Regions from separate parts of the Capsicum annuum genome. Here region 2 is linked to region 1. A link is a contact called in public Hi-C data. All regions are on one chromosome and are shown on one strand. Each heading gives the region's core, a stretch centred on a gene start, on an enhancer-like site or on the middle of the called end of the contact. The rest is flanking DNA. Distances are from core to core; before and after follow the strand shown. Region 1 holds the start of LOC107871315 (probable nucleolar protein 5-2). Region 2 overlaps LOC107871317.

What was found. Hi-C and Micro-C count contacts between places; a contact is called where the count stands out from the background.
Region 2: a contact with region 1 is called in a Hi-C map of leaf, with 3 times the contacts expected there. The contact joins the enhancer-like site here to the promoter of LOC107871315 in region 1. A contact is called at or near these places in 3 of 5 Hi-C or Micro-C datasets (bud, leaf and placenta).

What each region holds. Positions count from the first base shown.
Region 1 is chr12:158,659,177-158,662,056 of UCD10Xv1.1, reverse strand. It overlaps LOC107871315 (probable nucleolar protein 5-2), which reads right to left and starts at 1,523. Exons shown (of 8, transcript XM_016718209.2): 1 at 982-1,523; 2 at 856-897; 3 at 135-314; 4 at 1-42. The coding sequence starts at 1,059.
Region 2 is chr12:159,031,884-159,034,763 of UCD10Xv1.1, reverse strand. LOC107871317 reads left to right here. Exons shown (of 6, transcript XM_016718211.2): 5 at 1-121; 6 at 844-1,598. The coding sequence ends at 1,019. Among protein-coding and RNA genes, the nearest start is that of LOC107871317, 15 kb to the left of the region's middle. Within about 2 kb of position 1,478, at least 3 of the 5 cell types and tissues checked have an H3K27ac peak or open chromatin away from gene starts, as enhancers often do. A contact at or near this core is called in leaf, where this site is marked.

The sequences.
Region 1 (2,880 bases), core at 274-2,773:
CATCAATTCCATGACAGCATTATTATGAACACAATCAATTTGCTGCAAACACATCACACACAAGCTTCAGCCAAAAAAGATAGGAAACAGAACATAACTAAGACATAATGAGCTGACATAAAAAGGGAACCGACCAGTTTCTCTTTAATTGCATTTCCAAGCTTTGAATCAGCAACCCCCAAAGTTTCACCATCACAATGCGCTTTCAAGAACTTGCGCAGTCCTTTGCTGGGCTTGCTATCTATCAACAGCGTAGCTGCTGATAGAGCTTCTGAGGTGTTCTCAAACTTAGAGAAAGCTTTTAGCTTCACAACCTGTTTCCGTACCAACCAATCACGTAAATGTAGAATTTACGAAACATAAAGTTGAAACTTTAGGTATGTCGTATCCCCAACATCAACTAAGCATAATTTATTTATTAAAAAAAAAAGATAAAAAAAGACCATGGTTGGAGTGTGTCTAATAAAGTAGCTTGTGTTTACCAAACCAACATAGAGAACAACAAAGCCGTGCTTGGCTTTGTCCAATTTTTAACATGCTATGCCAAAATTTCTCCTTGACGTGTTTTAGAGCCTGTTTGGATTGCCAGCCATTAGTTAGAATTTCTAGCTTTTGGCTTTTGGCTTTTGGCTTACTTTTATCATTTTGGCTTAAAATCAAGTGCTTATAAGCACTTTTTTTATTTTATCCAAACGGCTCTTACTTTCAAAATTTTAACCACAGTATATCATACCGAGCTAACTGCGCCCAATGTCTACACAAACCAATAAATACATAAAATATTTGTTTTATCAAAAGACTCGGATTTTAGAGCTAAACTTGATGAGTAAAAAAACCAGGTTAAAGAAGAAGTACTTTTCTGGCAGAATCAGTTGAGGAGAACTCCTTCCACAAATCCTACAACACAGACAAAAAAGAAAATTCTATAATAAAACAAGAAAACACAAAATAAATAAATAAATAAATAAATAATGAAAATACCTCAACTTTGGAGAGTTTTCCCTCATCCAGAACTTTGAAAAGGGCAAAGCCTGCCGGCGTTTCAAACAATACCAACATCTTCTTTGGCCAAAAAAACAAATGGGAGAAAACGGAAGAAGCTGTAAGAGAGGGTTTAGCTCCTCACTTCCTTCTCTGTATGCCTATGCTATTGAAGGTACTACGGTTTTAGAGAGGTGGCAATGGGTTTTGTTGCAAAAACAGTAACTAGCTCTATTGCTCCCCCGATAATTCCATATTTACACTTCTATCCTGGAATGTTTTACTCTAATATTTGAGGTAAAATAGCAAACTCTATGAAGGTGTCAATATCATATCCAATTGGTTCAACCCATTTAAATTTAGATCGGTTATTGTCCCACCTAGTTTAACCTTTTCTCTTATTTTCACCGTAAAATGTTGATTACAATTAAATAAACGTCATATGTTAATTTTTTCCCTTTATATTTCTTTATTATTAGAATTAGCAGTTATTTGTGTTACATTATAGCGCACAAGAAGAGGCAAAAAAAACTTGAAGAATTTGTCTACTCTTGAACACTTATGTCGGTAAGCATATATCAGCTTCTTTCATTAAATTATATATTATTTTGACTATATAGAAGCGTGAAGGGAAACAAGTGATGGTGGTCATATTTTACGATATCATCTTTATTAATTATTATATATGTATCAGTTAAGTATTAAAAAATTAATAATATTTAATAAAAAATATAAAATAGACATTTATGACATGTCTATTTCAGCTACTTCAATCGTAATTTTACTATTTCATCCCTAATTAATTACTTTAAGTGATTTAAATATTAAAAAAATATATTTAATAAAAAAGATAAAATAAACAAAAAAAATGATAAACAAACTATTAATGTTTTAAATTAACTTGACATTTTATATAAGGCCCGTCTAAATTTTTTTCACAATTATTTTTTATATTAATTTTTTTATATCACTTTTAATAAGTTATTTCCTAATTGATTATTATATGTCATTTACGTATTAAGAAATTAATAATATTTAATAGAAAAATTAAAATAGACATTTATGACATGTCTGCTTCAGCTAGTTCAACCGTAATTTTACTATTTCATCCCTAATTAATTATTAAAAAATAATATTTAATAAAAAATAAAATAAATAAAAATAATAATAAATTAACTATTGATGTTTAAAATTAACTTGACATCTTATATGAGGCCCGCTTAAATTTTTTTGACAACTATTTTTATAGTAATTTTCTTGTATCACTTCTAATAAGTTATTATGAGTCATTTAAGACATGTCTGTTTTGCGACTTCAATCATCATATTTGATTGACTCTCAAAATTATATCAGTGTCACTTAGATTGAAATAGAAGAAAAAGTATTATAAATTTCAATAATTAAAAACTTAAATTATTTTTAAAATATAATAGACTATCAATGCTAAAAAGTTTGGACAAGGAGATTATTATAAATTATAATTGTTAACAACTTAAAATAATAAATTATAATGTCAAAAAACTATTATAAATTACAATAGCTAACAACTTAAAATATCTAAAAGAAATATTTAACATATAATTAGTTATCAAAATTTATTTATATCACATAAACTGAGACTAAAAATAACATATATTTGGCCTGTACTAGTGTAAGACCCCGCAAAATTCCTAGCTTAATTCAGTCCTTTAAGCTTGTTAAGGGTCTCAGACTTAGAAAATTCTAGCTAAGTATTCAGACTTAGTTTATTTTTAGGCCTTCGAAAGTTGACAATCTCATTTCGCGACCTTAAATTCCTTTAAATGTCTATATTTTAGTTAATTCATGATTAGGAAGGTCAATAGGTGTTCTCGGACTAGTTTCGAATTTTTCGAACTTCGTTTGAAGCTCCTTTGAAAT
Region 2 (2,880 bases), core at 229-2,728, 370 kb before region 1:
GAAAAGGAGTTCGATCAGTTGGTGGAGCAGATGATCGGCGGAGAACTTGCTCTACGAGCAATCGTAACAAATGCTGAGCTTTTGGTTTTCACTTCCACAGAACTGCCCCTGCTATACTGGAGTGAGTTTCTATTTGATCCTTCGTTTCACTGTCTACATGTCCTTTCTATTTTGGCTTTCTCCAAAGATGATATGCTTGCTAAGCGTGAGACCATGTTTTTGTGCTTCTTAAAGAGTTCAAACTGATGACGTAGTTAACTTCAAGGGGAAAAATTGGAAGAAAATAGAGAATTTTCGTTGTCTATTGATAGGAGATTTGGTAATAAGAAGTTGAGGATTGATGGTCAGTGGATATATTGGAGCTCCAGAAGGTTTGATTACCAAACAATGTTTAGGCAGAGACACAGTGCCTTCCTGTGGCTTTGAACGGGGACTTCAAATGTTCCATTTTTCGAGCCAAAGCACAGCACAGAGTGAGCTATGCTCATATTGGATCAAGCCAATTTCTTTAGGAAGTTGCTTCTTATTATATTTAATCAGAAAATCCACAAATTAAACCAGCGTCTTCCATGCTTATAAAAGATGAAGGTTTATACCTTGCCATTTTGCCAATGGGTTAATGCTTTTTGAAAACTCTTAAATTTGGCATTTTTAGGAAGCTTGGACCCACTTGTAATATAATATAATAAATAAAATTCTAACTCTTACCTTCATAAGCCTGCCAACTCGTATGAGACAATATAAACTTGAATTAATGGTGTATCAGATTAAATATAGGTATGGCTTCTTGGTTTGCTTTATCTGAGGTTCATTGTTAATCAGCTTGAGAAAGTCAATCGACAGGATTTCAGGGTAAATATTACCTCTGGGGTGTTTTCAAAGCCAGGCGGGATTCCAGTGGGAGTATTACGATGTCAAATGGGAGTAGCAAACCTGCGACGTGTCTAACTCCTGGGAATGAATTGAGCGGAGATGTCGCGAATCGCAAAACATATGGGACACAGTCCTTTAACCTTTGAGCAGCATTGCAAGCCTTGGGTCTGGCGCTTCTTGAAGCGTCGCTACTTGTTGTTTTGACGTTTTCACCTCACTTCTGTGATCTAGTAAGCTCTGTAACTGGTTGTTAATGCATATCCGACGGAGGGATGATAATCTGGTGATTAGGACGAAGAAGCTTTCCTTCTAGAAACATCTGGTTGGGGAATTTTGCCCAGTTGAAGAACCTGATGTCCTGTGAAAGCTACCCCTGATATACCAGAGGCATGGTTGACATGGCCAATATTTGGTAGTTGCTCCTACTTAAATCGTCAAAAGTCATAATCTGTTGCAGTTGTTACTTGTACATGATAGATCGACATTATTAATTAAATGCCGCCATATCAAGGAAGGGAAGCTCACCCATTTTCTTTGTTATTAACCCCTGCCCCTCCCCACCCTCTGGGGCTCGTCTTGTATGTTTTGAATGCAACTGAAGGCACTATGTGCAAGGATGGCAATAGGTGGAAAAGCGGAGGGTCGGCTCGGCTGATGCCTTGCCCCGTTTTACAAATATTGATCCATTCGAGTTGCCCCTCGCTGTCAAACTTTCTTTTTCTTTTTCCTCCATTCTTCAGTTTGCATGTCCTTACTTATTTGGATGAGGATGACACTGGTGTTGGGACGTCGGGCAAAAATGTAAACGCAGCAGAGCCAATAGGATTTATAGTCTGTTTGATCAGGCTTATTTTTTCTCAGAAGTACCTTTTTTTTTTTTTAAAAAGTGATTACTCTAAAAACGTGAGGTATTTGACTAATAGTTTGGTTAAATATATATTTTTTAAAAGTGCTTATTTCTTTTAAAAAGTGATGTTTATTGAGGTGTTTGATCAAAGTTACTTGGAGAAAGTTCGTGCTTCTGGATAGTAGTAGTAGTTTTCCAGCAGCTAAAAAAAGTAGCTTTTCATGAGAAGTAATTTTTTAAAATCACTTTCGAAAAAATATACTTAAAGGCGCTTTCTGAAGTTTGGTCAAATACTAATTACTATTCAAAAGTGTTTTTTTTTTTTTTAAAAATATATTACTCAAATACTAATTATTTTTCATCAAAAGTGATTTTTTGAAAAGTTTCTCAACATGAGTTGATTTTTAGAAGCTTGGTCAAATAAATGACATATAAGCTTTTGAGAAAAAATAAGTGTGTTTAGGAAGTAGCAGATGATATTTTTTAGAAGCTAAGAAATTCCTAAAAATATTTTTTTTGAAAAATACACTTTAGAAAAAGAGAATACACTTTAGAAAAAGAGAAAAGGACATGAGCTGTTCATTTTTTAAAAAATTGGTCCACATTTGAAAAGGTGGACATGGGCTGTTCAGTCGGCTAAATTAATGTATACTTTGGAAGTAATTACATTTATTCCCACTTTTTTTAATTACTTTACTCTCTCTCCCTATTAATTTACATAACTTAGCCAACATATACATAAAATTCTGTGTATATGTTGGGATTTTTATAATATGTTTAGGGAGTTGGGATTTCTTGTAATATTGGAAACATAAGTTGTGTATTTGTGTAATATTTAGTAAGCTAATTCCTTTTTTTAGCCATTTGGTTCAATTGGTCACATACAGTCTCTATACTCAATTGATACACTTTTATACCAAATTGATACATTTTTATACTATATTGATACACTTTTCTAAAAAAAGAAAGGAAAATTCTATGCAAGCACATGCAGTTCCTATATTCAATTGATACTTTTTTATACCACATTAATACAATTTTATACTACATTGATACACTTGCAGTGTCCATATACTCAATTGATACTCTCTTATACTAGATTGATACATTTTTAGAATGCATGTAGAATCTATATAGAATCGTGTAAAATATGTATCTAA